4 separate regions of the Mus musculus genome follow, and all the other regions are linked to region 1. A link is a contact called in public promoter capture Hi-C data. All regions are on one chromosome and are shown on one strand. Each heading gives the region's core, a stretch centred on a gene start, on an enhancer-like site or on the middle of the called end of the contact. The rest is flanking DNA. Distances are from core to core; before and after follow the strand shown.

What was found. Promoter capture Hi-C pulls out the DNA fragments that hold promoters and counts their contacts.
Region 2: a contact with region 1 is called in a promoter capture Hi-C map of pre-B cells, with 4 times the contacts expected there. The contact joins the promoter of Lrrc61 here to the promoter of Mpp6 in region 1. A contact is called at or near these places in 2 of 39 promoter capture datasets (liver and pre-B cells) and 1 of 115 datasets of contacts at active chromatin or transcription factors (embryonic stem cells).
Region 3: a contact with region 1 is called in a promoter capture Hi-C map of pre-B cells, with 4 times the contacts expected there. The contact joins the promoter of Gimap1 here to the promoter of Mpp6 in region 1. A contact is called at or near these places in 3 of 39 promoter capture datasets (hippocampal neurons, liver and pre-B cells).
Region 4: a promoter capture Hi-C map of pre-B cells shows a contact between it and region 1, with 4 times the contacts expected there. The contact joins the promoter of Malsu1 here to the promoter of Mpp6 in region 1. A contact is called at or near these places in 1 of 39 promoter capture datasets (pre-B cells) and 1 of 9 other capture datasets (adipose tissue).

The regions. Positions count from the first base shown.
Region 1 is chr6:50,107,066-50,114,172 of GRCm38.p6, forward strand. Mpp6 (membrane protein, palmitoylated 6 (MAGUK p55 subfamily member 6)) reads left to right here and starts at 3,176. Exons shown (of 13, transcript NM_019939.2): 1 at 3,176-3,399. Gm38805 (a long non-coding RNA gene) reads right to left here and starts at 3,092. Exons shown (of 3, transcript XR_869061.1): 1 at 2,875-3,092; 2 at 1,941-2,012; 3 at 590-1,599.
Region 2 is chr6:48,551,688-48,558,794 of GRCm38.p6, forward strand. Lrrc61 (leucine rich repeat containing 61) reads left to right here and starts at 3,112. Exons shown (of 3, transcript NM_177736.3): 1 at 3,112-3,295; 2 at 5,268-5,407.
Region 3 is chr6:48,735,373-48,742,479 of GRCm38.p6, forward strand. It overlaps Gimap1 (GTPase, IMAP family member 1), which reads left to right and starts at 3,675. Exons shown (of 3, transcript NM_008376.3): 1 at 3,675-3,784; 2 at 5,948-6,045. The coding sequence starts at 6,003.
Region 4 is chr6:49,070,356-49,077,462 of GRCm38.p6, forward strand. Malsu1 (mitochondrial assembly of ribosomal large subunit 1) reads left to right here and starts at 3,440. Exons shown (of 4, transcript NM_029353.1): 1 at 3,440-3,748; 2 at 4,731-4,909. The coding sequence starts at 3,511. It also overlaps the pseudogene Gm19253.

The DNA.
Region 1 (7,107 bases), core at 1,926-4,425:
CACAGTTCCTACCTCTGATGTACCATGTAACTACCTGGAGAGCCCAGAAACGCACTGTTACCCAGGTTGTACCCTAGGTCAGTGCATCTAGGGAGGTACCCAGGCATGAGTGGTATTTTGTGTTTGGTCTTCTCTTTGTTGTTAAGTTCTTAGGGTGATTCTGATAGCCAAAAATGGCATAAGTTTCTCTGAGTGTAGGGCAAACTGTAAGCAGGTATAGAACAGGCCAGAATTAGAAAGGTTAGCAAGATGGCGGAAACTGGGGAGACCAGCATAGCCTTGTGTACAGAGATAAAAGACTGAAAGGAAACTATTCTGGAGGGAGCCTTGCTCAGGCTGGGCGATGCTTGTCAGTTGCAATTTTTCACAAAGCTATCCTCTAAGAACACAGTAGCTCTTATGATGGATCACTTGGAAAATGAGCACATAGGATGTGATTTTTATTTTTATTTTATTTTTTTAACATTTGGGGGCTCTTGCTATTAGAAAAATTCCTCTGTTTCTGTAAGAGCACATTTGGTCAAAGGAGACACACCATCATATAAAGTTTTACTAATACACTTAAATATTCTTATTTTATTTTTGTGTACTTTATGGGTATTTTATCTACATTTTATGTAGGAGCATCACATGCATTCTGGGTGCTCTCAGAGACCAGAAAAGTGTGTCAACTCACCTGGAACTGGAGTTACAGACGATTGTGAGCTGCCATGTGGGTGCTGGGAATCCAACTCAGGTCCCATGAAATAGCAGCAAGAATTGCTCTTAATCACTGAGCTGTCTTTCCAATCTCAGCATATTTATATTTGAGGGAGGAAAATAAAAGCTAACTGATAAATGTTGGGATTTTTTTTAATTCTGATTTTTTTTTGGTTGAGTTACAGCTAGGATATAGTGAAATTACGATCCATTTAGACTTTAGAGTTGAGATTAACCTTGAAGGAAGAGGAAAGTCAGGCCATCAACAACACTGAAGAGAAGGAAGAGGAAAGTCAGGCCATCAACAACACTGAAGAGAAAGATGCAATGTCATTTTCAACCCTAACTGTCTCCTTCCCTGGAATGAAGCTTTGTAACAGGTGCGGGAATGGATAGGTGGTGTTTCAGGAATGACATTCTCTCAGAAAGATGAGCTGGCAAGCAAGGGCAGGGGTTTCCATGTTCAAGTCAGATCATTTCCAATGGACTCTGGCATGTCCCACTTTTACAGTTTAGAAGAAGGGCAGAATGTCTCAAGGTGGGCTATTATTTATAATAAGAAGTACTGCTTCATGGTATAACCGGTACAGGAGTGTTTGATAAAACAGACACTGACAGAAAACTTCACTGGCAAAAACTCCTAGAGAAGAAGTGACTGAAGACAGCCATTGAAGCAAAATCATTTTTCTGATCTTCAGGATGAGTTCGGGACAGTGATCAGCCTCTATAACGTTCAGATGCACGGGGACAAGAGTGTTGGCAAGGGCTGGTCCTAGAGGTCTGCTTGCTGTGATTTGACAGAGATTCTCTACTTCCTCCTCAAACCTCCTTCAGCCAATTTCCTCCTGTTTGTAGGGACGGAGTAGAGTGTGACAGGCTAGTACACTGTTTCCACTGGACCTTTGAGAGAATAAAGGTACAATATAGGGAGCAGCATATCCAGAAATGGCAGTCACTTCCTGCCCCTCTACAGAGCAGCTACAATACTGGCTAGAAAAGTCTGTGGTGAAGTGGGAATTGAAAGGGCAACCTTCTAAAGGTTTACAGGTCTGGGGTAGAGTGCTGTAGGAAGGAGCCACTGAGTATCCAGAAAAGTAAGAAAACCCCGAAGAGTCCACACCACCGTGAGAGGTCAAACCATGATACTCTCTGCCTATGTCTTACTTCTCACCTTTGGGCACCGAGCCCACTCGGTCTCATTTCACAAGGTGAACTTGGCTATAGGGGACCACAATACCTACCCAAAGTTACTCCGTGCTCCTCGGCACATTCCACTTTTCTTAATTGCTTCCAATTTCCTTTTCTCAGGTTTGCTGTTCCAGGAAAAAGGGTTCTAAATTAACGCTCTACAAAGTCCCCCTACATGTTGGTTTGCAAAATTAATGATCCTCATGGCAGAGCAAATTAATCTTTGATGCTTGGTTGACGCTAAAGACAAAACTCACTGGGGCCCTCTTAAGACACAGAATCAGAGTCGTCCCCCACCCCCGCCCCTTTTCCCTTCCGTGCCAGCTACATCCACAAAGTAGGCAGTGCATTACATCTCAGAAGCCCATCTCTGAATCTTGTCGTCAGTCTGTGCAGGGGCTGTGCAAGGTGCTCAGAAGCTAGGAGAGGCTACGCAGTGGAAGCCACCAGATAGATGGTCACAGGAGAAGTTCCACTTGCACTTTCTACAGCTACTGAGGAGACGTGTTGCTCCACTGAAAGAACACTACTTGCTTCAATTTTAGGGAGACTATGACAGCATCTGCGAGAGCCCACAGCACAGGTCTGAGGGCTTGCAGAGAGATCTCAGAAAGGACTGGAAGCTCTCGCACTGCTACTGTAGTTCTAGCCAGAAGCGTTTGCTACATTGCAATGCTCAATTCCTTTTAGCTTAAAAAAAAAAAAAAAATTAAAGCTACACGCCTGTCAAAAGGACACTTTCTGAGAGGGCACCCATCAGCAATCATCCCACTCCGCGCAGGGTCGCGGCTGGAGGCACGGTACTCCGTCCTCCTCCTCCCAGGTCTGGGAAAGCCAGATGTTTGGGAGGGTCTGGCTAAGCCCGCTCCACGATCCCGCCCGAGCCCTGGCACTATGAAAGAAGCTAGTGTCCTTTCATTTGTCGGGTGTGAACCATAGCCTCGGGTTGGGCCTTTGGGAGAAAATTCAGTCCCCCTTCAAGTCCACCTCCGAGTCAGGGCTGTAAGAAGAGTGGCGGGCGCGGGCTCCAGGACTCTCGCGTCTCCTTTGTGCTATAAGCCGCTCTCGGCCGGTTCCCGCTCCTCTCCCACAGAACGTGGAGGACGCGCGCTGGGCCAGGGCGACCCTAAGGGACCCGCCCGCAGGGCCCTCTGGTGGTAGCACCTGGCGGCCAGGCCACAACCGAGGGGCGGGGCCGGGCTGGGCGGGGGTTGGCGGGGGAGGGGGGGAATCTCCGCGCGCACGAGTCCGCGCGCTCGCCGCGTCCGGCGCACGCGCGAGGCCGGGAGGAGCGCGCCCCGGCGGCGACGGCGGGAGCGGAGCGGCTGAGAGAGGCTGGCCGCGCGGGCCGGCGGGCAGCGGCAGCGCCCGGAGCCGGGCGAAGGGCGAGGCCGGCGGGGACGGCGGAAGTCGCCCGCCCGACCGCGAGCCCCTGAGTCGGTAGATGGGGCTGCGCGGCGCCCGCGACTGATGAGTGGAGCGGCGGCGCGGAGGCGGCCGAGGTGCGAGCCGGTGAGTGGCGGCCCCACGCGGTGCGGTAACGGCCGGCCCCGGAGCCCCAAGCCCGGCGGCGCCACGCGGGCCCCGCCCCTGCCACCTGGGCGCGGGAGCCGTGGCGTGTCCCTCGCGCGCCCCTCGCCCCACGCGTCCCCCGCGGGCCGCCCCTTCCGGGCGGGGCCGGCCGCCTCCCTCTGCGGCGCGGGCGCCTCGGCGTGGACCCGGGCGGGCGAGCGAGCGGGCTGGCGCTGGGACTGACACCTTTGGGGGCTCAGAGATCCCGGGGAGGAGGCTTGCTGCAACTCCTGCTGCCACTTCCGAGCCACGAGGTTCCAGTTGTTTGGCTAAAGTGGCGGTGGGCGAGCACACGCCTCTGCGGGGGCGGTCGCCGCTCAGCGCGTGCTCTCCGAGCTGGACACATTTGCCTGAAAGCAGAAAGGTGCCTGCCTTCTCTTCCCCCACTTCTATTTTGGCCGGACGGCAGGCCGGAGGGGAGTAGATGCAAGATCGGACAGCGCGGTGACAGCTTGTGGATTGGTTGGGGTGTCTTTGGTTATTTTTCTTGCTGGGGGGACTCTTTTTTTTTTTTTTTAACACTTTATTGGGAGTTTATTCTCAAGGTACCAGTTCCTGGGATCGCAGCTCGAGAAAACATTCATTAAGCTCCCCTTTTCTGGGGTGAGTATTTGTGTAGGTGGGGAGAAGGGTGAGGAAGAGACTCAAGGCTGTAGGCAAGGCTCAGAAAATTCTCCGCATTACTCAAAAAGCAGCCGGTTAAGGTCAGGCTAGCCATGCTTTTACTCTTTTCCTACGCCTCTGGGAATTCTTGGAATTTTACTTTAGCCCTCCTGAATGGGGTTCCTTGTCATATAGCTGACAGCATTCGGGGTGCGTTAAATTGGTCTTCACTTGGAATATGAGTTAGCAGCCATTTCTTCCCATGTGGTGTTTCAGGTCATTATTTCTTTTTTGGAAACTTACATACGTCTCATGTGTACTAAAACTATCTCAGCCTTGGTTAAGGGTAAATTTTGGTACACTGGTCAAACAATGCACCAGCCTTTGGCTGTGTAGTTATGATAAACTACTAGGCCTGATTGTAGTTTTGTGGTTAGAGGCCTTATTGCTCTGTAAACAAATAACTTTGGGGGTTGTTTCATTTTGAGGTCATTTGTTTCTTAAAGCTTTCATATATTTAAATTATTAAATTATTGTTTAAATACATACATTGCTCTATAAGGCTCATGTTTCTTTTATTCCAAATTAGGGTTACATAATGCAAAAATGGTTACACTTTGAGTTGCTCTATTTTGTCCTATGGAGACTACAGGCTATGTAGGAGCGCGGGCTTATGGTGTGTGTGTGTGTGTGTGTGTGTGTGTGTGTGTCTTGTAATTATTGCAGTGAATCTCATTTCCACCTTGGAATATTGAAACACACACACACACAAAGTTTTGAGGTAAAAATATCAAGCTGTTAGAGTTAAGTTTGATAGCTCTGTACAAGACAATCCTTTTTTCTCCTCTTCAGGAAAACTGTTGGATTTTATAATTTTTTTAAAAAAAATATTTGAGGGAGCAATTTGCTTTTTTTCCTAAGCTCATTTTTTTTTTCCCCCTGAAGCTGAAATTGTGTCAGAAGGCTACCCAGGCTGCTTCTCTCCTTTCCCTTTAAATTTGAGATTGAAAACAAAAAAGACAGTCACAAGACCCTGGGTACCTGTTTTATAATGTTTTAAAATTGTGTTGCTTGTTTGACTATATACCATACCTATATGAGCTTTACCTCTGAATAATGGAAGATTATCAGAAGACAACAGATGTTTTAATTAAATGCTTTGCACATTTTGGACATCTGAGCTTTATCAGAAGTGGGTGACATCCGCAAATCATTTCTGAGAGAGTGAGTTGCAAACAATACAGAGCTCAAGCTAGTCAGACAGTTAAAACACTAATAAAATTAATACAGAGAAAGGTAGGAAGACCTGATTGTATTGTTTATGTCATGTACAGTCAATGCGGATTACTAGTGAGAAGGGAACTTTTGTAAATTGTAAGTTGGGTATGTAGTAAAGCTGATAAATTCTCATTTTCCATGTATTTCTTTTGATATGTAACTAAATTTGTATCAGAACTGATCTTCAAGTAAATGTAGTTACAAAGGATATGCTGATATTTAGGGATGGTCAAGCAGATTTGAAAAGTACTCATCTATTTGAGATAACTGTCATCCCCAGAAAAATCTATCGAGAAAAATTATTGTAGTTTTGTTTTACTGTTAGTTTTTTTCCTTCCAAAATAGTGCTGTGTTCATAAACATGGGATCTGAAATCATGATGCTCTCGCTACTCTCGTGTGGGGTACTAGTATTTGATTACATTTTTGTCTAATTATAGGCACCAGCTTTACCTAGAGTATTTTTGGTTGGAGTCAAAGCCAGGGCAGTGATTAGCCCAGACGTGGCTGTCATTTATTTGTGACCACTTGGGGGAGCCTTTGCAGTTCATCTCAACAGATCCCTGCTCTGCGTGCTCTGGCTGCTAATCGTCCTGGGCGCTTTGCCAAACTGCTGGAGCGGCTGCTAAGGAGGCTGCATTGAGAACCGAGTCTGGAGCTCAGTGTGTGTGATGCCTTCTCCTCTAACTCACACTCCACTCCACTCACCAAATACCTCTCCTCATAGACTTAGTAACAGTGTACTTTTTGGGCTACTGCTAGTTCCATGGGCTAACTAACCATGAAATCTTGGATTCATGAGTGCTTCCAGAGAGCTGATTTTACTGGCATTAATCTTAGGAGCAGTGCAGGCTTGATGTACACAGATGGTAGTTGTGTTGAAGGGTCTGGGGAGATCATCACTCTTGTATGAAATATACTAACTCCAAACCTTTTTAGAGCAGATTAGGCTCCTTTTAAAAACTTTTAGAGGAAGAGATAGCAAAGCACCTCTTTTAGTTAAATCTGTGTTCATGTTTGTGCAGAGAAAAGGTGGTCTTCTGTTAAAAACCTATACTCTTTGACCGTTTGATTATTCTTCTGTAGTATAATAAAGTCAGATTTATACATTTTCTTTTCTGACAATATTTAACCTTGTTCTGGCCATTTCAGAATGTGAGCTCACTTAAACAAAGTAAAATGCATTTTAGCAAGTCAGAGAGAAGGTAACTTATGGCCTCCCTTAATTATGATAGAATAACTCAAAGACCTTTCTCAAATTTTCTGCATGGTACATTCATCCACATAATGATGAACAATTTGGAGTAGTTCCTATCTTCTAAATTGCTTCTTTTTTTCTTTAAAAGAAACTTTAAGACAATTTTACTTTTGTCCTGAAATTCATCTTTCCTTTCCTTTAAAAAAAAAAAAAAAAGATGTATTTTGTATGTGTGTGGGTGTGCCTGAGTGTATGCCTGTGTGCCACATACACGTGTTGCCCATGGCGGTTAGGAGAAGCCATTGGAGCCAATGAAAGCATGCTTACAGGTGGTTGTGAGGTCCCGCATATGGGTGCTGAGAACTGCACCTCAGTCCTGGAAGAGAAGTGAGCGCTTTGAATGCTCAGCCCCGCTTGTTGGTTTGTTTGTTTGTTTGTTTTTCAGTGTAACATACCAGAAGAGACATATTCTGCTTAGTTAAAAATGTTCATTTGTTGCTAGCTTCCACTGATACTTGAGTATTGTTTTAAATACCTGGGGATGGTAATTTCAAAAGGCCTCCCCTTTGA
Region 2 (7,107 bases), core at 1,862-4,361, 1.6 Mb before region 1:
TCCTGACCGTGTAGCCGAAGCCAGAGGACTTGAACCTGAGCAACATTTGCAAGTAAAGATGTGTGGGCAAACGGGTATACAGTGTGACACACCGTGATGCACTGCTGCTTCCACGGTGAGATCTTTTTCTTATTTTTCATTTTCATTATTTTTTTTGGTTTTCTTTCGAGGGCAGATATGGAGATAAGTGAGATTGGGGTGTATGCTGTGAAATTTACAAATCAATAAAAAGTTTAAAAAATAAGAGGAGAATGAGGAGGAGGAGGAGGAGGAGTACAGACAGGTATTTCTGTAGGGACAGACAACAAGAACAGAGAAGAAAGTTGTAAGGACAGACATTGGGACTAGGAGTAGATCAGGCACACTGTACAGGAGGAGCCAGAACAAACCAGCGCGGAAATAGCAGACTGTGGGAGAATTGGGCTTCTAAATAGAAAAAAAAAGGACAAATTATCTACCTCAGACCACACACAAAAGTAAAGTTTGTTTAGGGGGCAGGGCTAAAGACCTAACTTGCAGAAGCAAAATATCAAAAAGTCTAACGTAAAGCATGAAGGGTTGGTGTCGACAGGAGAAACGTGTCTCAACGGGTTTCAGAGTGATTGTTTGCAGTCTAAATCACTTGGTCCTTTTCTATTCATGGACTCCATTCCCCCTTCTGGGCTTTACATCTCCCACTGTCCTAGCCTGACAGGATTTGAGTATGCCCTCTCTCCCCTACTACATCACCCACTGTCATGGTGGTGAGAAGATGGAACCCAGGATCTCACATGTAGTAAATGCCTGCCATCAAAATCTTTAGCTATTGCAGGTGGGTAGTTCCTTCTTGAATAGTTTTCCTTCCTGTCTTAGGTCTTTTGACAAGTTTTTCTTGGCACTCTTAACATTTCTTACCATAACATGCTCTGTGTCTTCCTTGTGTCATGGAGAAATGAGCACTCCACTTTTGAAATAAGTGCTAATTCCACCTAGCGAAAGTAATGACCACCAACTCAAATTTTTTGGTTGAATTAAGCAAGCTGTCTCCCTAAAGTGGGGTTTGAGAGGACAGCTCTGAACATAGGAAAATTGAGGTATTTTTTTAGTAGCCCCAAAACTTCAAAGATAGGGGATTCCAAGGATTTTTGGTTACATAGAAACTTGGCAGAACATCTCAAAATTATTTGGCAGAGCATCGTATATTATCAGGGTGGAGGTCTCGGTATAAGGGTGTGGAAAAATTCCAGAAAAGGGTCAAGACAGGGTCAAATCCAAGTTTTACAGCAAACAGGAATGAACTTTCTTCCACCTTTTAAGGAGATGGCTTCAGTAGTTCTTAAGTGACTTGCCTAAGGCAGTCCTAGGAGCTGTCCATGGTGGTGGCACTTTCTTTCCTGACTCAGCCTACCACTTTCATGAAATACCAGCGCAGGAGCTGTCCACGGTGGCGACACCTCTTCTTCAGACTCCCAAGAAGCTCAGCAGTGATGTCGCCTCAGCCATGGGCCCAAAGCAGGGAAAGGGAGGTGAAAAATGCCTCCAGTCCCTGAGCAAAAAAACCCACCAATCCCTGAGCTTCCCACAAACCCCCACCAATCCCAGAATAGGAAACCTCACCAATCTCTGAGCTCTCCAAGCTCAGGACTTGAAATCCCACCAATCCTCAACCTGGAAATCTCTGCCCTGAAAAGCTCCATCCATAAGAAATCCTATATAAGCCCTGCCCTTTGTTCAACAGCCTTGCTGTCTGCTCCTGGAAGCAGAGGCAGCCACTCCTGGATTTGTCCCCTCTCTCCCTGGACCCTCCCTATTTTGTTTTTTTTTTTGTTTTTGTTTTTTTTTAAATGAGATTTGATTCCTGATGTGATGTTTTTGTTTTTGTTTTTGTTTTTTAGCATCAGAAGAAGCAAAGAAGCAATGAAGAGAAGTGGAGCGGGGCTGAGGCTCCAGAGCTCAGCTGGGTATACCCTTCCCTGGGAGCTGCAGTGCCTCTTGCTGAGGAGGCTTCCTCTCAGAGCTATGTGGTTCCTGGGCTCCTGTGTCTCAGGACGCTCTTCTATTGGGACACTGTCCTACCTCTGAGCTGTGTGGTTCCTAGGCTACCATGTCTACCATTGGGACACTCTCTCTGCTAAGAGTTGTGCGGTTCTTGGGGTTCCACACCTTCCTAGAAGGAACATTTATAGCTTCTAATCTTAAAATAGACTCAGGCTGGTCCATCACATGGAGAAGTTCAAGGGAGATCAAATGGATACCGGGCACCATTTGACGGATTAGAAAAGCTAGGTCACCACTGGCCTGCAGCCTAGCACACTGAACGTCATCAAACACGTATTCATTAAGGACTTTGCACTGTGATACAGTGCAAAGATGTGAACAACAACAAAACTGTGCCTATACTTAGCCAGCCCAGGCTGGAAGGGTGTGGACTGAACTGGGATTGCTTTGTCTGAGTGCACAGAAAGCATCAGGAGATGGAAAACCCTCCCAATGTAGACATTTCCAAGTGGCCTGTGAAAGAAAGTGAGAGGCATTCTCCCCTGTGCCTAGTTAAGGTGACCTCTTTATCCGTTGGACAATGTCATTTACAAAGGTGGCAGTTTGCGTTGGTGACATCTCTGGGGGCAAGGCCTTTGGGAATATCACTAGGCAGTGCACATTTATCTCAGGAAACATTCTGATGTAGTTTTCTAAAAATACGGGTAAGGTTCCCACAAGGGGTCCTTCTTATCGTTATTGTGGCACCTTTTGTCTGCAGTCCTAGGCGGTGAGCATGACTGCACCGCTGTGAGGGGCAGGGTTCGGAGAGGGGTGGGCGAGCACGTACCAGGCACCGTTTATCGGGTTAGAAAATCTAGGTCACCACTGGCCTGCAGCCTAGCATACTGAATGTCACAGAACACATTCGTTAAGGAACCATAAATGCCTTTCCCAACGTCGCTCTGTCAAATGTGCTAATGACCAAACTAACAGGAACAAAATCCTCCAGCAGCACTGGCCGCGGGTTCCAGCACAAAGAGCTAGAAGCTCCTCTGGTTGTGTAATCTGCGTCACTTGCGTACCCTGCCAGCCGCAGCGCGTCCCTTAAAAACAACTTTTTCTGCGTCGCACCACTCCCCGCCCCTTCCGGCCTTTCGCAGGTTCCGGGTCGGCTGGGCCTGCGCCAGAAACCGAGTTGCGTGTTCTGTTTGTTTGGGGGATGCTGGATTCTTCTGGAACCGCCCGCGGTTAGTGGCCACGCCCTCAGCCCCAGGCACTGCTCTGAGTGCAGTTAACAGACAGAACGCTTTAACCGGTAACAATCGCGGCCGGTGAGGTGGGTGCTGCCTTGGTGGCCAGGAGACATTAGGATTGGATTTCCTATCCCACAATCACAGCCTCTTGGTATACATAACAACAAGGGTTCCGCTAGTGTGATAGATTATTTTAAAAGAGCAGCCGTAGAGAAAAAGGCGGAAAAAGTTTTGGTCTTGTTTATTCTCGGTGAGGGAGCATTTGTCACAAGATATGCAAATGGCAAAAATGCCTACAAAGGAAGAAGGATGCGGCCCCTTATTGGGGTCAGAAATGGGTGGAAATGACTTCAGTAGTCCCCAAAGGAAGCTGGGAAGTGTAGTCTCCCAGCAGGAACTTATCCGTGGCTTTTGTCACTTTGGCTATGTGAGCTCAGAAGATGGCGGAGTGTTGTTTAAAACATCCTCCACTGTTGTGCCAGGGAAAAGTTAGTGACCCCCCCCCCCCCCCCGCCAAACACACACACACACACACACACACACAGGAGCTGATCTGATGCAACTCACAGCAGGGTCTTTATTCTATTCGAGCTAGCTCAAGCCCCCCCAATGCACCACCCTCACACAGGACGGTTTTGGTGGGGGAGGAGCCCCGAATGTCTATGTGGCAAGGCTTTATAGTAAGCACCAAACATGGAATACGAATGCGAGCATCTAAATGGAAAGCTACTTTGGCCTTTAATATAACTGGCTGGTGCTGGGAGTCACATCATAAACTTAACTTCTGCTCCCCTCTGCATGGGTGGTCATTAGGCAAGGGTTGGGCTTGCAACCTGGGGTGCAGGTTTGTTGGGGGAATAACCAGGAGATACTGGTCTTGTTAGGGGTGTAACTTGGAAACTCTGCTCTTGTTGGGGATTAGCCTAGAGACGAGCTAGGCTCAGGTTTTGTTGTGGGGACAACTTGGATACTAATGCTAGATACCGGCCTGTAGTCTACCTGAGTTCAAGCTTAGGTCAGATTCTCTAAAATGGAGTCTGAATTTAAAAGCTTTGGCATCTCACACTGACTGGCTTAAATTCTCTGGTTGTGTGGGAGACTAGAGCTCCTTCTTCCCCAGGTGTAGGAATGTGAGAGGAGAGGAGGCTGGCAAGCTTGCACAGAGTGGGACTGTGGAATGCCCCTGGATGTATGTTTGTGCGGTGTAACAGGGTAGAATTAGGGAGCCAGGTCCCATCTGGGCATGCTCCTGAAAAGGACTGACAAAATAGTCAAGAGAAAGTTCTAATCTAATCAGCCAACACAGGGTACATGCTGAGGCATCTCCTAGTCCAGGTGAACAGATGCCAAAAATTACTCATCTGCAGGTTGCTGGTTTTACAGCTATGTGGCTTCTCTGGGGGACGCATAGGCTTTGGACTGTGGACAGTTATCATTTCCCACGACCTCCCTTCATTGGCTTGCACGCCTGCAGGCCATTCTGTTTCCTCGTCTGTCAGGAAAAATAAGATTCCTTGCTATTTTCACGCACCCCAAACCTTTCCCGTGTGTCTTACCTCGTATTTCACCTCTTTCCTGTGGTGTGTTTTACTCCTGTTTGCCTGGGCCCCTGTACTCCATCTGAGAAACACTTCCAAGTCTTTCCCTCCTCTACCCCTCCAGCATTCCAGTATTCTCAGCGCTCCAGTGGACCTGCCAAAGGTGTTGTACCTACGAGTTCTATAACCATTAGGACTGGATTTTCAGAAAAACAAACGACAAACTAGAAACAAGTACTGAACACAAACCTTTTTCTTGTTTTGAGTCTTGAAGCAATACAGTGTTTTCAACTTCGTTGGTGATACAGAACGGGGAGGCAGGCGTGTGGGTTCTGTACAGTGTCCCTTGATCTGTGTCTTTGGTGTCTGAGGAGGTCCTGGAGTAAGTCCCCTCTACCTCTGCCACGCTTCTCGCTGCAGGGCCATGACTGAAGCTATCGCTCTGTAAATTCTCTCCTCTTGCTTTCCCCAGAATCCCTTTCTAATGTTTTCCTGTGCTTCTCCCATTGTGTTTCAGTTATCACGGGGCCTGTCCCATCTCTGTCCGCTCCATGTTGTCAGCCGTATCTAGGCAGCCACCCTCTACTCCTAGAGCTCATCATTCCTGAAGATCTGTTCCAAAAGAACTTCACACTCAGTTGATGTGCACAGACCTTTGTAAGTAAATAGGACTAGTAGGGGTCTCTTTGTCCCTTTGTCCTCTGCTTCCCAGCTCCAGATAATCTACCCCTGAATTGTTCCCACCTCTCTCTCTCTGTCTCTCTGTCTCTGTGTGTGTGTGTGTGTGTGTGTGTGTGTGTGTGTGTGTGTGTGTGCGCGCGCGCTAAGGATTGAATCCAGGCCCTTGTACTGGCTGTTTTTATGTCAACTTGACTCAAGCTAGAGTCATCCGAGAGGGAGCCTCACTTGAGAAAATTGCCTCTGTAAAATCCAGCTGTAAGACATTTTCTTAATTAGTGATCATTCTGGGTGGTGCACTCCTGGGCTGGCAGCCTTCGTTTCTACAAGAAAGCAGGCTGAGCAAGCCATGAGGAGCAAGCCAGTAAGTAGCACCCATCCATGTCCTCTGTATCAGCTTCTGCCTCCAGGTTCTTGCCCTTCTTGAGTTCCTGTCCTGACCTCCTTCAGTGAGGAACAGTGAGGGTTTGGAAAATATAAGTCAAATAAACCTTTTCCTCCTCAAGTTACCTTTTGGTCATGGTGTTTCATCACAACAATAGAAACCCTAATACAGATACTAGGAGAGAGGTTTGAGCTGAACTTGTCAACCAGACAATTACTCTTGTACTTGGGGGTTTTGGTACTGGAGATTGAACCCAGGGCATTGCATGTACCAGGCAAGCACTCTCTCGCTGAGTTTCCCAACAACTCCTCCTTCCACTTTTTGTTGTTGTTGTTGTTGTTGTTGTTTTGGGTTTTGTTTTTTGAGACAAGAGTTTCTCTGTGTAGCTCTGGCTGTCCTAGAACTTGCTTGTAGACCAAGCTGGCCTCAAACTCACAAAGATCATCCTGCCTCTGCTTCCGAGTATGCCTCCACTCCAAACTTTATGTTTAATACTTAGTCCTGGCTAGCCTATGCCTGAGCTTCTGCCTCTGCCTCCCAAGTGCTGCATGTGCACTCTTGTTGTGATTTCAAGCATAGAAAATGGAGCAAAACACTGGGAGGAAGGAGGCTTCCAGGAGGTACCTCAGACTAAAGATACGTGGAGTCTCTCACTGTAATGGCTTGCATTCTGTCTACTGATTGTAAGCTTGGATTATTGCATCAGGAGCTTTAATCTTTAATGGCTGCAGTTATAGTCATGTGCAGCCATTCCTGGTGCCTATATGTGTGTCTTGAGTATCCTGTGGGATCGTAGTACTTCCATGCAGTTTTGTTAAATAACTGAATGGATCCAAGAGCAACTATATAGTACCAGGGATTAGAAACAGAACAGGGTTTGTGCCCCAGTGGCCTAACAGGTCTGTAGATGGAGGTTTTGGGGTGTAGTCCATGCTGCAGCTCTAACAGGCAAGTTTCTCCCCTTTTGACACCACTCTTGGTGCTGGTGCCTAGTTTTAATGCCTTGTGCTATATCTTCATTGACAGCTTCTGGAGGCTTCTGGAGGCTTCTGGAGCTAATGGTCTGGGTTGCAGTTTCTTCAGTCATAAGATATGAGTTTCCTCACTCTGACTTCTGAGAGTAGTTCTGGGCCATGAATGGTCTTTTGCACTCAGAGCTTTGTCCAGTTCTTTTACAAGTGTGAAGTCTCATGGGCCTTCATTCATTTGGTCTTACCGTGGCTGGCTGAGTTTTATGAGAGAAGCTTAAAGCCACTGACTCTTAATTAACCCTCTGAGCCATTTCCCAGGAGAG
Region 3 (7,107 bases), core at 2,425-4,924, 1.4 Mb before region 1:
TGCCTTCCATCTTTCCTACTACGTCTCTGTGAACATTCAGAAAATAGATTCAAAAGCTGGGCGTGATGGCGCACGCCTTTAATCCCAGCACTTGAGCACTTGGGAAGCAGAGGCAGGCAGATTTCTGAGTTCGAAGCCAGCCTGGTCTACAAAGTGAGTTCCAGGACAGCCAAGGCTATACAGAGAAACCCTGTCTCGAAAAACAAAGACAAAAACAAAAACAAAAACAAAAAAAAAGAGAGAGAGAGAAAAGAAAATAAATTCATCACAAGAGTGGGTTCATATGACGATGGCATCACATTAATTCACCAATGAAGAGTTTTTATGCATGAGCAGTTAGCATACATGTATACATGTATGTATGCATACCACATGCATGCCTGGTACCCTTGGAGGCCAGAAGAGGGCACTGGATCCCCTGGAATTGGAGTTGTGAATTGATGGGGTTCTGAGCCATCATGTGGGTGCTGGGAATTGAACCCAGCTCTTCTGCAAGAATAGCAAGTGCTCTGAATTGATGGGCCATCACTCCAGCTCCTAATCCACAACTTTAAAAAGGACCACTTAAGATTCATTTATCTACACTTTAGCGTGCATTTAAAAGAGGTTTGGGGTGAGAAGGAGGGGGTGTCTGTGGAGTATGAGGGGGACACATTGGAGCTTGACATGGCACTATACAGTCCATGATTTGATCCAAGGAAGTGGCCACTGCCTTTATATCCCGCACTTGACCCTCCAGAAAAAGACAGAGACTTACACTTGACACCACAGATGGGAAACTCACAGGAGACACATCTCTGTGCTGTGTGTGCTGACAGCACCCACCTCCCAGGAATGTCACTCTGGTCTCACAATTGCCTTGAGGAGAGCTTGACTTTGCCCTTGTCTGCTCTGTGGAATTTTGACAGCCAGCTACATGCTGTCCCCATGTGTTCCTAGGAAACCATTTTACTTCCCAGTGTGAAAAGGGGGAATTCTCAGGATTTGAAACAAACTTAGTGGACATGAGCTCGGGACGGTATCTTTTCAGAAAGAAGCAGGGGGATGACTATGTTCGTTTCGCATCATCCTCCTGATCACAGGATGAGGAACTGTCTTTGCGGAGTGTACAGCCACCAGGCTTCTGTGGAATGATGTGGGGAAGTTTTGATTGTAAGCAATTTATAGCAAACGATCTAGTTATGAGAGTTTGGGTGTTTGTATCCAGGTTAAATTCCCGCTTCACTCATAATCATTGCAAAGAGTCGACGACTTCTGACAAAGCACAGCAGGGAAATTAAGCTTGCAAGAGGCCACTGTAAAACTTGCCAGGACCACACTTCTCCACTACAGCTGGGGATTTTACAAAAATATTAAATCCATTTGCACTTTCTGCTCTGCAGTTTTACACATCTTTATCTGTGTCCTTTCCCTCACCAAACATAGAATTCTGTATCATCTTGCTAAAAAGTATGCCTTAGCCAAGCCTGGGGATTCAGACCTGTAATACCAGCTACCTGGGGAGGCTGAGGCAGGAAGACGGCAAGTTCAAGGCATGCCTCAGCTACAGAGCAAAATTCAAGGCTAGCTTAGATAACTTAGTGAGACATTGTCTTAAAATAAGAGGCAAACAGAGGGCCAGAGATAAACCTTGATGCCACAGTACACCCATGTGCTAGGAACAGGGCTCCATCCTCAGTACTGAAAAATAAAGAGGAGAAGAAAATAAATACCATGACTACAGGTATGATAGCTACAGGCCACATGGATGCAATATTCAATCATATGAACTTAAATATACAGCTTAGTCTCCCCATCACTCCAACCACAATGCAAAAGTTCATAGCCTTGGGAGCCCTGGGAACATTGCTGTCATCACAGAATCTTTGATTAAGCAGAAGCACTTTGCAAACAAGGGCTATGCAAGAAACCACAAAGAGTTGTCAACGATTTCTTAATATGTCTGTGGTCTGAAGCATTTCCCACAATTTCTTCAAACTGCAAGAGTAAAATGAATTATTGTGCATCCAGATATTTGCAGTAAGCCCTGCTCGTTCATGTTAGCTGGAGCCTGTTCCTTCTTCCTCACTTTGGTCCTGTATCTGGTGACTTCTATGGTCACACGTGTGGTGGTAAGTAGGGCAGTGGGGAGATGTTCCTTCTAAGGTTGGTGTTGCAAAGGCAAGAGTGGAGAGGGTAGGCTAAGAAGAAGCTTTCTTGAGGAGATTCCCACCCTCTCTAGTGAGGATTGAACCTAGGGCTTCCCACATGTTGTATCCTCAGGCCCACTTTCAGTTATTTTGAAACAGAGCCTTAAACTTACGATCCTCCTGCCTCCATCTCCCTAGAGTTGGACATGCCTGCTTTGGGGGGACATATGTAAAACCATATTGACACATCTCTTCAAATGGCTCAGATAATGAAGCAAGAGAGATTCTATCAGCATGCCAACATGCAGCAGCAGCACAGCCTCTCCCTCCAGCTGACCAGGAGTGCAGCCAACTGGCAGTACCCACTGTCTGACTATCACCCTTGCCCGGAGGTTGGCATCTGCTGAAGAGCGATGCCTCTAGGTTAAGTGTTTTCTCCAGTGGAAGTTTACATCCAATAACTGGCTGATAGAACTGTGAAATGCAGTCTCGTCACCTTCCATCTCAAGGTCTACGCAAACTGTAGAATTCCCTGTGGAGTCAGCATTTGTTGTGACTGACTCAATCTTATCCTTATCCAATACCGTCTTCTTTCCTTCCTCTCTCAGGTGTAAATCCCAAGGCTACTCCCTCATAGCTTCTTTCAGCACCAGATATCTCCACCTCAATAGTCCATATGCCTTGGAACCCAACCCTTTTACACAGACACACATACACATGTGCGTGCAAGTATACAAACACTTACATAAATATACTTACATAGAAACATAGTTTACAATATTAATAGATCAAAAGAAAAATCATGCAATTACTTCAACCATTAAAAGACATTTTTAAAGTAACTCACATTTCCAATCAAAGCCTTTATTTAGTAAAATAGGAATGAACAAAATATGCATGCACTAATTTAAAGATTAATCACTAATAGCCAATATCAGTCTTAGTGATATTAGATATTCTATTCTTTGTAAATTTTTCTTTTTTGTTTTCTTTGGTACTGGATAGACCCTAGGACTTTGTATATGCTAGGCAAATGATTCTAGGCAAATGCTCTATCAATAAGCTAAACCCTGAGCCTTTGGTGTTTGTTTTGTTTTGAAGTGGGGGTCTTAAAAAGATTAGTAGCCTAGAATGGGCTTCAATTTGTCATCCTCCAATCTCAATTGGAGGCTATTTTGTAGTAAGAGAAATCCTTAAAGAGAAAAATGGAAACAAAAATAATAAAAATAAAACAACAAACAAACAACAACAACCACCACCACTACCACCACCACCACAAAACACACACACACACACACACACACACACGGAAGATTACCTGTAGCCAATTCTAGAATAGAGTCAGCCAAGGAAGGCTCTGTTGACATGTTTGATTCTACTAACCCTTCTGGACAAACAGCCTTTAGTCACAGAGAAGATAGAGTGCGTGATTTCATAGAGGAATGCTAAGACCACAACTACATGGAAAATGTTTCTGTCTCTTTAAGCCATCATCATCCGGCCTTTCTCTCAGTTTCCTGATCTCTAAGACCCAGGCAGCCTAGCGACTTCCTCTATGCTCAGCCCTGGGCAAGGAGAGACTTCTGCACTCACAAGCGAAGGGAAGGCGAGGCCGGGGCTTCTCTGGGTCACTTCAGGGACTGTCAGCAAGAAAGGTGAGCCTGAGGCTGTGAGCTGGGGTGGAGAGGAAGCTGGGCTGTGAGACCAAAGTGTCTGGTACCTATACACCTGCATTGTACAAAGCACTATGCAGGAGCACTCCGAGCGAGCGTGCATCACAGGCAAGGGGGGCTTCCGGATGCGTTAGGATGGCCTGGGCTTCGAATCGACAAGTTTGGAGGAAGTCTTAGGAGTTCACACATCTTTGATGAACAAAGCTTATCTCTTCCCTCACTCTTTTCGTACAGTAAGGGAAATGTACTCTAGATCTCCTCCCAGGAGCAAAGCACAGTCCATTCCTCAAAAAAAAAAAAAAAAAAAAAATAGAGTTTTCTGATTTGCATGGTATCTTTAGCTGGTGATGTCTGGTGTATCAAAGAAACTTAAAAGGTCTTGAAAAAACATGTCTTTACCTAGTACCTTCCAGGACTGTGTACTTTGGCCAAAAAACAAGTTAAAGAGTAAAGTGATGAATTTTGAAAGAAATTTCATTAAATGTTTCTTTCTATAGAAAAAAAAAGCACATTCAGCAAAGGCAAACGATCCTTCTGTGTCCTTATAAACCATGCTTTCATGGCTACTCCTCATGGGCCACGTCTGTCTCTCAGAAGTCTCTTCTTCTCCTTGCCAGTCGGAGGGGCTCTAGCAAACTTGAGAGGAATGGAATTAGTCCTCACTTGTCTTCCTGGAGTTTGTCCCACTCCAACTGCAGGGATACCTCTGTTTCTCCGCGTCTACAAGGAAGGGTTTAAGAAATAATGTTCTTCAAATTCTGGATGCAGATTAAGCTTGTGAGAAAGATACTACTTGTTGTATCAGAACAACTGAGGATAGATCCAAGAAGTGTGATGTTGAGGGGAACACCTAAATACTTCAAAAAAACAAAACAAACAAACAAAAAAACCAAAAACCAAAACCAACCAACCAACCAAACAAAAACCAAACCAAACCAACCAAACAAACAAACAAAAAAGCCCCAAAAAACAAAAACCAAAACCCCATCAAGCTTGTAGGCAAGGACCTGGACTATCCCGGGCTCTCTTGAGCATATAGAACTGCATGTGCTTTATGTTCCCAGATAATAGAAACATTTATCGCCCGAGATTTCACTCGGTGTTTGCCTTTCTCTTAGAAACTATCAAAGGAAGCCCAGCCTCCACTCTGAACTCTGGAAGCCCCAGCGTCCTGCCCTGGGCTTCCATGGAGTCCCTGTGCCTCCTCCTCATTTTCCCCCAGGAAGAGCTCCTCCAGCTCCTGCAGAAGCCTTGCTCATTGCTCTCGCTCTTACCTTGCTCATTGCCCCCGCTCTTACGGCTGTTTCTTCAGTTCTGATCTGTGTCATTTGTGGGCATTTGCTGATTTCTGCACACAGGACAGAGACATGGAATCCCACAGAGTGTTTGACTAAAGGCTTTGGGAGATGGAAGGGGTATTAGCCCATCTGGTTTGCAAAGCCCTTCTGTGGGAGATAGGCTATTGAGTTAACATTACCCTTCTCTGGTGTTGTGCCCACAGGAGGAAGAGAGGGAGGGAACATGTCACCCATAGTGGAGACAAAGAGATGGAGCATGAAATGGTGGAGAGATGCAGATAAGCACTCAGACAGGAATGTGGAACCAAAGCTATCACCAGAGAAAGGCCAGGGAGAGGTTGAATCTGATTTCTGGGCAGTCACTGGCTGAGACCTGTTAGCTGAATAAGAGGTTGGAGTAGCAGACTGGGGGGGGAGGGGGGGGCACTGCTTTGCGCTTAGGGACTCCTGGAATTAGGCTTAAGTGACCCGGAAGTGCTTGGCTGTACCAGATAATGTTACAACCAGAACATAGGTAGTAGAAGGGGAAAGTTTAGAGCAAAGGGCTTGGAGACTCATAAGACAACTTTGTGGCGTTGGTTCACTCCACCTTTCCTGAGGTCAGGAGAGAAAGCTCAGGTTGTCAAGCTAGCATTGCAACCATCTTTCTGGTCCCCCTAGATGTTATTCTTCAAAATCCAGATGCTATCTCTAAGAAGGAATAGAAGAACTTACTATGGTGGACAAAAGGTGCCCCCGAAGTGCCTGTAAACGGAAGCGCACGCCTAAATGCTCGGCTCCTTGCAGACAAAAGCCTTGCTTTGTATTCTTTAGAATTTGCCTGACTCTGTGGTTGGGTTTTGCTCAGCTGCAGGAATGAGCACACAAATGAGAAAACCAAAACCGAGAGCCTTCTAAGAAGCATGGGAGGAAGGAAGATGGCAAGAGATGAGGAAGACGCCTATGGTAAGAGCCTTTCTGGGGAAATGCAACCTGGCTTCTGTGTGAGCTCAGAGTAAGAAAGGGAAGAAAGGGGTGGAGCTTCCTCAGGTCTGCAAGCTGCTGGGATGAAACAGCAGCCCCTCCCCTGCACTCCCTTCGAACCACCACCACACCCACCCACACATACTGGGCCCACCTGGGAGCTCAGAGCTTTGACCAGCCTGTCACTGGTTCCCACAGCATGAAGGGATAAACCTACTCTGGTTTCCACAAAAATGACACGGGATGGGAAATCCAGTCCTAGAGTGAGCTTCACTCATCAGGTCCCCAGTGTTAGGAGGATGGGGAATTAACTGGGTATCAGTATTTGGAGTCAGGGAGATAACTGGGTGGGTAAAGGCTGCCAAACCTGATGAGCTGATTTCAGCTTCTGAGCCCACATGGTGGAGGGAGGGAACGGACTCCTGAAAGCCGACCTTTAGCCTCCACAGGACATGGCTGTTTGCCCCCTAAGTAAATAAAAGGTAATAAAATATTAACCACGAGGAGGGAGCTGGCTTGAGACAAGCGAGGAGAAAGAGGGAAGAAGATGAATTCTCTTCTCTAACTCTCGAACAACCTTGAGAAAGCCCCATGTGTCAAAGCTTTGAGTTGTGTCCTAGACTGAGCACTTCCTGCGTTTACACAGGGAACACGTGGTAGGCTGCAGCCAACCCCAATTGTCTAGGATTGAGGGGCTCCCCTGTGCTTGATGGTCCGCATCTCAGAGTGGGGGTTGGGGGCGGGGGAAGGAACCCTGGTGTCTCAATTCAGCATCAGGTCGGCCTGTGTTCAGGACCAGAGACCCTGGTGAACCCAGGAGTTATAAAGGAATATTTTGTGAAACGTCAGCAGGAGCATCTGCAGGTGCACAGAGAATCCAAATGCAGAAAGGAGAGACGGGGAAGAACCTGAGCTCAGAGAACCCAAAGCAGATGGGAGCACCAGGCTTCCAAGGAGAACAGGCAATGTGGGTCCTTCCCTTGTATGCTGAAGGCTTGAATACAAGTCTTTCCCAGAGGAAAGCCTGTGTCTCTGACTCAATGC
Region 4 (7,107 bases), core at 2,190-4,689, 1.0 Mb before region 1:
TTAACTTAGTTTATGTCTGACATTTGTACAATGAAATTGCTTAATGATGCCATTTGTCAGAGCCTGTTTCTACAGCTGGCAATGTAAACTATATTGATTTCCTTGTGATCACATAAAGTTCTATAGCATTTGCAGATAATTCTTGACAACAAATACAAGTGAGAATACACCTCTGGGATGATCATGTAGAAATGCAGGACAGATGGCAAACATGGCAAGAAAGACCAACTTCATACCCACGGGGAAATGGAACTGAAGAAGAAGGGACGGGAACTCAAAGATAGAGAAGATAACCTCATCTGTAATCATTTCCTTTTCTTATGTAACAGAACAATTGTAAATATTTGTAAGTCTTTGGAGTAGGTCACACAGGTACATATGCTACTTCTGCACTTATTTATTTTGTGACAGGGTTTTAACATGTAACCTTGGTTGACCTTAAACTTACTATGTAGACCAGGTTGTCTTGAACTCACAGAAATCCACCTACCTCTGCCTCCCAAGTGTGGGACTAGAGCCATGCACCATCACTCCTGGTGAATATTTTGAATTTGATAAAATATCTCCCAACATTAATGCTTGGTGTTCCTTTTTTTCCTTTAAAGGATTAATAGTATCAAATACCTGGGGGATCCTTACTATGTGTTTGGTGGTGTCCCACTATGTATCTGGGGCTGCTCAGGAAGCTTTTTTTCTCAGATACTTGGCTCTTGCTTCAGCTTGTCCCCTAAGTATATGACCCTGGTCACTCCAGTGTTCTTACTGAGGTGATCTCTACACTGCTGCCCACTGGTGGAAACTTCATGCAAGGGTTGTAGGTGATGGACTGACCCAAGAACAGTCCTCTATCAGGCCTTTACTGTCTTTGTCCCACTTGAATCCAGAATAGTAGATGTTCTTTGTGGGATTTCATGTATATAATGTATCTTGATTGTATCTACTCCCACATCTCCCCCTTCACTTTCCTGAACACCCCTCCCTCTGTAATATCCAAGATAAATTCAAGACTACCCTGTACCTTCCCCCTTCAAAAGAACTTTCCAAACTGTACTAGCAGGCCAAGTACAGAGCCAGATAAAAAAGTTGGCTGACTAAACAAATATAGAATCATAGTTTTAACGGTCAAAAACAAGAGTAGCAATTCCCCTGCCCCGACTCACACTAAAAACACAAGGACAGACAAAATAAAGAGTCACCCTACACAAACCAACCAATGTCTAAAAAAGGTTATTGGCTACACCAATTAAAATAAGTCAAACAGCTCAGGGGTCATGATGGGCAGCAAGATGGCTTCTGCCACCAGGGTCATGCAGGTAGTGAATCCACATGCTCCATTAATAAAGTTTCCTAACAGAAGAGACAAACCTAAACTCAGTGCCTCAGAAGCTTTGGGGTCTGCTGCACTCCCCTCCCATTCCTCTGTCATTTCGCAGCATTCTAAAGGAAGTACGTCCCCCGATTTACTAATGCACCAGGGGCCACCAGACACTGCAAAAATTACAAAATCATTACCTCAGAAATACAGAAGGAAACCTATATTTCAAAAGGAAATGGAGTTTATCCAGCGTGGGGGTCCAGAGTGATCGTCGTGGCTGCTGCTTATCACCAGACAGAAGGATTCGCTTTGCAATAAAGGACTTCCACAATGTCAAATGAAAAGTTATATATTAAACAACCTTAATAAATATTCTGTAAGCAGAATGAAGTATAGAAACTCCAGGTGGTCACTTGTATCTCCTGCATTATGTATCTTGGTCAACTGCCCCACTAGCTGACCTGTACACTTATTAAAGTCTACATTTTTAAATGCAAAAAAAAAAAAAAAAAAAAGCCAAACTACCCTGGTGCCCTATATCTGGCCCTTACAAAAGTATAAAAAGTGTGTTCTTTCTTTGTTCTGGATCTCTCCTCCAGCCTGTGTGCTGAGAGGGGGTTCCCCAACATGTTGGATAAGTAAATCCCACATGTGTTTTGCAACGATGGTGGTCTCTGTGCTCTTTGTGGGTGAGGGTCTTTTAGCAAGCTATAACACCTCCTTCATGTCCTTTCTCTGTATAGCCCACTGAGTTTAATTAGTGCTATCTTTATGCGCATAGGTGTTCATGGTTTTTTGTTTTGACCGGAGTTACAGTGCTAGGCATGGATTCCCTCCTGTGAGGCAGGGCTCAGATCTAATCAGAAGGTGGTTGGCTGGCTAACCCCATAACTCATGCACTATTGACTCAGTGGGCGCATCTGGCCTGGCATTGGAATTATCACTCAGGGTAAGTCCACTGATGGCTTTTCTCCCCCAGTGACCTGCATGCCACCTCCTGACTCCATGAAAGCTGGGCAGCAGGTAAGAAGGTTTTAGATTAGTTTCAGCTTGAAAACAAGGAGTGTTGTCTTCACCAATATGTATGGTCTTACCATCTAGTTGTGGGAGACAACCAAAATAGCCTCACTTGTTTTTAGGTGGGCCCATAGCTGCCCTGACCAATAATGTAGGGATGATAGTATCCCAAACCCAGCACTGAGATTTTCATTTAATGACCCATATCTTTCATTTGAAAGCAATCAACCATACCTGATGCCGCCATTCAAACTTTTTTCTTCTTTTTTGTATGATTCATTTTTGTTTTGTGTTTTTAATTTTATGTGTTCAGGTGTTTTGCCTACTTATATGTCTGTACAATATGTTTGTGCACTTCATCTGAAGAGGGCATTTAATACCATTGAAATTAAATTCAGTCTGTACTTTTGACTGCTCAGCCATCTTTCTAGTTCTTGAATTTAGGGTTTTTTGTTTGTTTGCTTTTTTGTTTTTTGGACAGTGGGAAATGGCTAAAAATACTTAATTCCTATCTGACAGGGTTAATTTCTGCATATTTGGGGGAGAGGAAAAACAGAAAGGAGAGAGCTAGAGAGGGTTTGAAGGGGCTGGAGAAAGTGGGAGGGAAGGAGAAAAGGAAAGGAGAAAGAAGAAGAGGAAAGAGAGAGAGAGAGGTAGGAACCCTTTAATTCCTTTTAAGATGTATTTATTTATGTATGCCTACAAGACAGAAGAGGGCATCAGATCCTATTATAGGTGGTTGTGAGCCACCATGTGGTTGCTGGGAATCAATTCTCAGGACCTCTGAAAGAGCAGATAGTGCTCTTAACCATAGAGCCATCTTCTCCAGCCCCATAAAGATTATCTGGGCTCACTTTTTTTTTTCCTTTTCCTTCCTTTCCTTTCTTTTTTTTAAAAAAGAGAGACAAGGTTTGTCTGTGTATCCCTGGGTGTCCTGGAACTCACTTTGTAGAATAGGCTGGCCTTGAATTCAGAGATCTGCCTCGGCCTACCAAGTGCGGAAAGTAAAAGCGTAAGCCACCACCATCCACACGGTCCTCCTCATTCCTTAAACTACTCCCCAGGCAATCCGTCTAAATCACCGTTTCCGGTTACAGACCCGCCCACTTCGTGACGTAGAATCCCGGAGCCGCCCGGAAGCTCCACCACCTCCCCCCAGAGAAGTCGCGGCGAGAGCTATGGGTCCGGGCTGGTCGCCCGCGCGGCGTTTATGGCCGCTGCTGTGGCGCAGGGCGGTCTTCCAGAGAGCCGGCCCCGCAATGGCTTCGGTTCCCTGGCTTCCGCGGCTGGCAGAGCGATGGCTTCCCGCGAGGCCCGCGACCTGCCTGACCCCGAGCCTAACGCGCGGCCTGCACCATGGGCCTCAGCCCGAGGAGCGGACCGCTGGCGACGCTCGCCTGCAGCCCGGACCCGCAGGTACGCGGGCAGGACACCTGGTGGCCCGGCCTGACCCAGGCGGCCCTGGGCTTTCCTGTGCGCTTCGGGGGCAAGAGAAATAGCCATTCGCGCAGACGCAGAGCTGGAAGGGATTTGGGAGGTGGTCGGCACCAACTTTGCTTTGCGTACCCGAGAGTCCTAGAGGGAGGCTAAGGTAGCGTGTTGTCGTCAAAATTCCAGTCATAGAGCGGGCAACATCCGGCTCTTGGCTTCACAGCCCAGGATCCACCCCGTCTCACGATCTGCCCAGGGTCGTAGCAGGTGGACTGGTTGGTCTTAGTAGCACTAGTCCTAGCAGCCTCGTTTCTTCATATCTGTTGAAGGCTGTGGACCAGGTATTGTCTTGAGAACCCGCCTACCATACAGTATAGTTAAGTAACCTTTTTAATCTGCGATTCGATTTAACGTGTGCCCTAGGATATTGTCCTCTCCCTCAAATCATGCCGCTGGTTGTTGTGTAGCATCTCTGCATTTGTGGAGTGTTGTTCCTTTCAGTACTAGTAAATAGAAAGACATTTGCTTCTGCTTCCGTTTGGTAATCGCAGTATCCAGTGTCCGTAATCTGAACCTTCTACCTAGGAAAGCTGAGCAGTGCTTTAGGGAACTGTTGTCCGGGTTCAGTTTTAAGCTGGTTTTTGGTTGGTTGGTTTAGTTTGTCTTGAATGGAGATGGTATTAGGGGTTGGACCCAGGGCCACGTACATGCCACCACTGAAGCACACCTTCAGTCTTTTAGTTTAAAAATAAAAAATCTTTAGACCTTGTCTTTCTGAGTTGCTCAGCCTAACATTGAACCTGGGATCCTCCTGCCTAGTGTTCACCAAAGCATTTTAGATATAAATACACTTGTAGGGGGAGCAGTTCCACTGTCTCCAGGAGACTTCGTGTCAGTCTGCTTCTGTAGACAAATGTAGGTCTGTATTCTCCTCAGCCATCTGACACAAGCGTTTCTGCATTTTCAGATCACATTGGTGCCAAGTTTGACATCGATATGCTGGTTTCACTTCTGAGGCAAGAAAATGCAAGAGACATTTGTGTGATCCAGGTTCCTCCAGAAATGAGATACACAGACTACTTTGTGATTGGGAGTGGGACTTCCACCCGACACTTACACGCTATGGTCCACTACCTTGTGAAGATGGTAGGATGCTCTCCTTTGTTGTGAACCTTTACCTAGAGAGTGACACACAGAGGCTGCAGAGGAAGCCCACTTTCTAGAATTCCCAAGAGTGATTTTTATGGTTTCTCAGAGTAAAATATTTGGGAGCAAATACTTAGCTCTGTCGAGCCCAGATAATTTCTAATTCGTGTCTTTTGTGACAAGGAAAATTAATAACATGAAACAAGCCAGAAGACACTAGGAGTCTGTTCTAGAGTAGCACCTATGTGATAGCCTCTAGCTAGTGAAAGGCTTTAAAAATTATTTAAAAGATTTGGAGGTTTATTTTTATTTTTTATTTCATGTGTATGTCTAGTGTCCACAAAAGTCAGAGGAAAGCATGTCGTCTTCCTAGAAATGGAGTTCAAGGGCGCTGTGAGCTGCCGTGTAGTTGTTGGGAATTGAGCCCATGCTATTAACCTCTGAGTCAACTCTCAAGCCCTTAAAATCATTTTGAATTAGGTGGGTGTGGTGGGACATCTTTAATCCCAGCTTCTTGGGTGGTATAGGCAGGCAGATTTCTGAGTTTGAGGTCATCCTGGTCTACAGAGTGAGTCCAGGCCAGCCAGGGCTACACAGAAAAACCCTGTCTCCAAAAACAAACAAACAAACAAACAATTTTAAATGATATGAATGTGTATGTTTCTGTGTGAGTATATGCACATGAGTCACCAAATATGGCTGCCAAACTTGGGTCCTCTACTAGAGCAGCAAGTCTCTTACCTGCTCAGCTTTCTCTCCATTCGAATGTGAGCAGACTCTGAAACCCAGTTCTTCAGCTACACTCGCCACTTCCAGACACCTGATTTCCACATGTGGCTGACTTCTACCATACTCAACAGCCATATAAGTTTCCATAATTTCCAAAAAGTTCTGGACAGTGTTTTTTGTCCTAGTTTGCTTCCTGTTGCTGTGGTAACAACCACGATGGAAGCAGTTTAGGAATGGTGTTTTGTTTTTTTAGCTTATAGGTTATAGGCTTTCATTAAGAGAAGCCATGTCAGGAATCCACGGCAGAAACTTAAAGCAGAAACCAACAGAAGGACTCTGCTTTCTAGCTTCGTTAGTCTACCTTGTTCAGCTAATGTAGCCCAGGCCCATCTGCCTAGGTGTTCCCCAAACACTGAAGTATTGGGAAGGTAAAAGTGAAGTATATGTCGTCCTTCCCCTGTGAGTTCACGGCTCTCAGAAGAAGGAAGAGGGGTCATTTTCTAATTGGATTGAATGTGGTTCAGAGCAGGAAAAAATAGTGTGTGCCCAGCAGCATCCAGCAGATGGTGGCACCATTTCTACAGGGGAATAGGCACTCTGTTAGTAGTTGGTCAAAGAAAAGGCAGGTAAGAACAGCTGGGGATGCCTAGACAAGGCCTTGAAAATACAAATGGGTCGAAAACAAACCTAGTGCAATATGATAGAGTGGAGGAAATGGCCTCTCTCTCTCTCTCTCTCTCTCTTTCTTTCTTTCTTTCTTTCTTTCTTTTTACTGAGACAGAGTTTTTCTTTTTAGCCATGGCTGTCCTGGAACTTGCTTCTTATTACCAGACCAGGCTGGTCTTGAACTCAGAGGTCCTCCTACTTTGGCCTCTCGAGTACTGAGATTAAAGATATATGCCACCACCATCAGTCAAGTGGAGGAGCATTCTTAGGAAGTATTTGGAGACAGGAAGATTAAGAAAGATGGACAGAGTTGTAAGGCAGAATCTCTCAGATGTAACTGGGGGGGGGGGGGGGGAGAAAATTTACCAAGGTTTAAGGCTTTTGAGTATTTAAAAAAAATAGGGTTTTCAGAGAAGTTGCACAAGAGTAAAGAAGTACAAATTATTTTTACAAAATGTTTATATGAGAAGGGCAAGAAAGAATTTGACTTTTAGTATCTTCCGAATAGAATCATATAGCGTTCAGCTTTTGTGACTAGTGTATATCACTCAAATTGTGTTGCCAAGGTTCACCTGTGTTTGGTTTTCCTTGTTCAGTGGTGAGGATTGAGCCCAGGGTCTATGAGTGCTGGTGCTCTGCCATAGAGCTCCCCCAGCCCAGTAGCACCCTGCTGTATGTATATACCTTCTTATTTATCCATTTCCCCGTTGATAGACACTTGGGTTGTGCCCAGTTCTCGGCTGTTGTGATTGCTACTTTAAATATGGCCGTAGAACTGTCTATTGCTTTTAACTTTGGATATG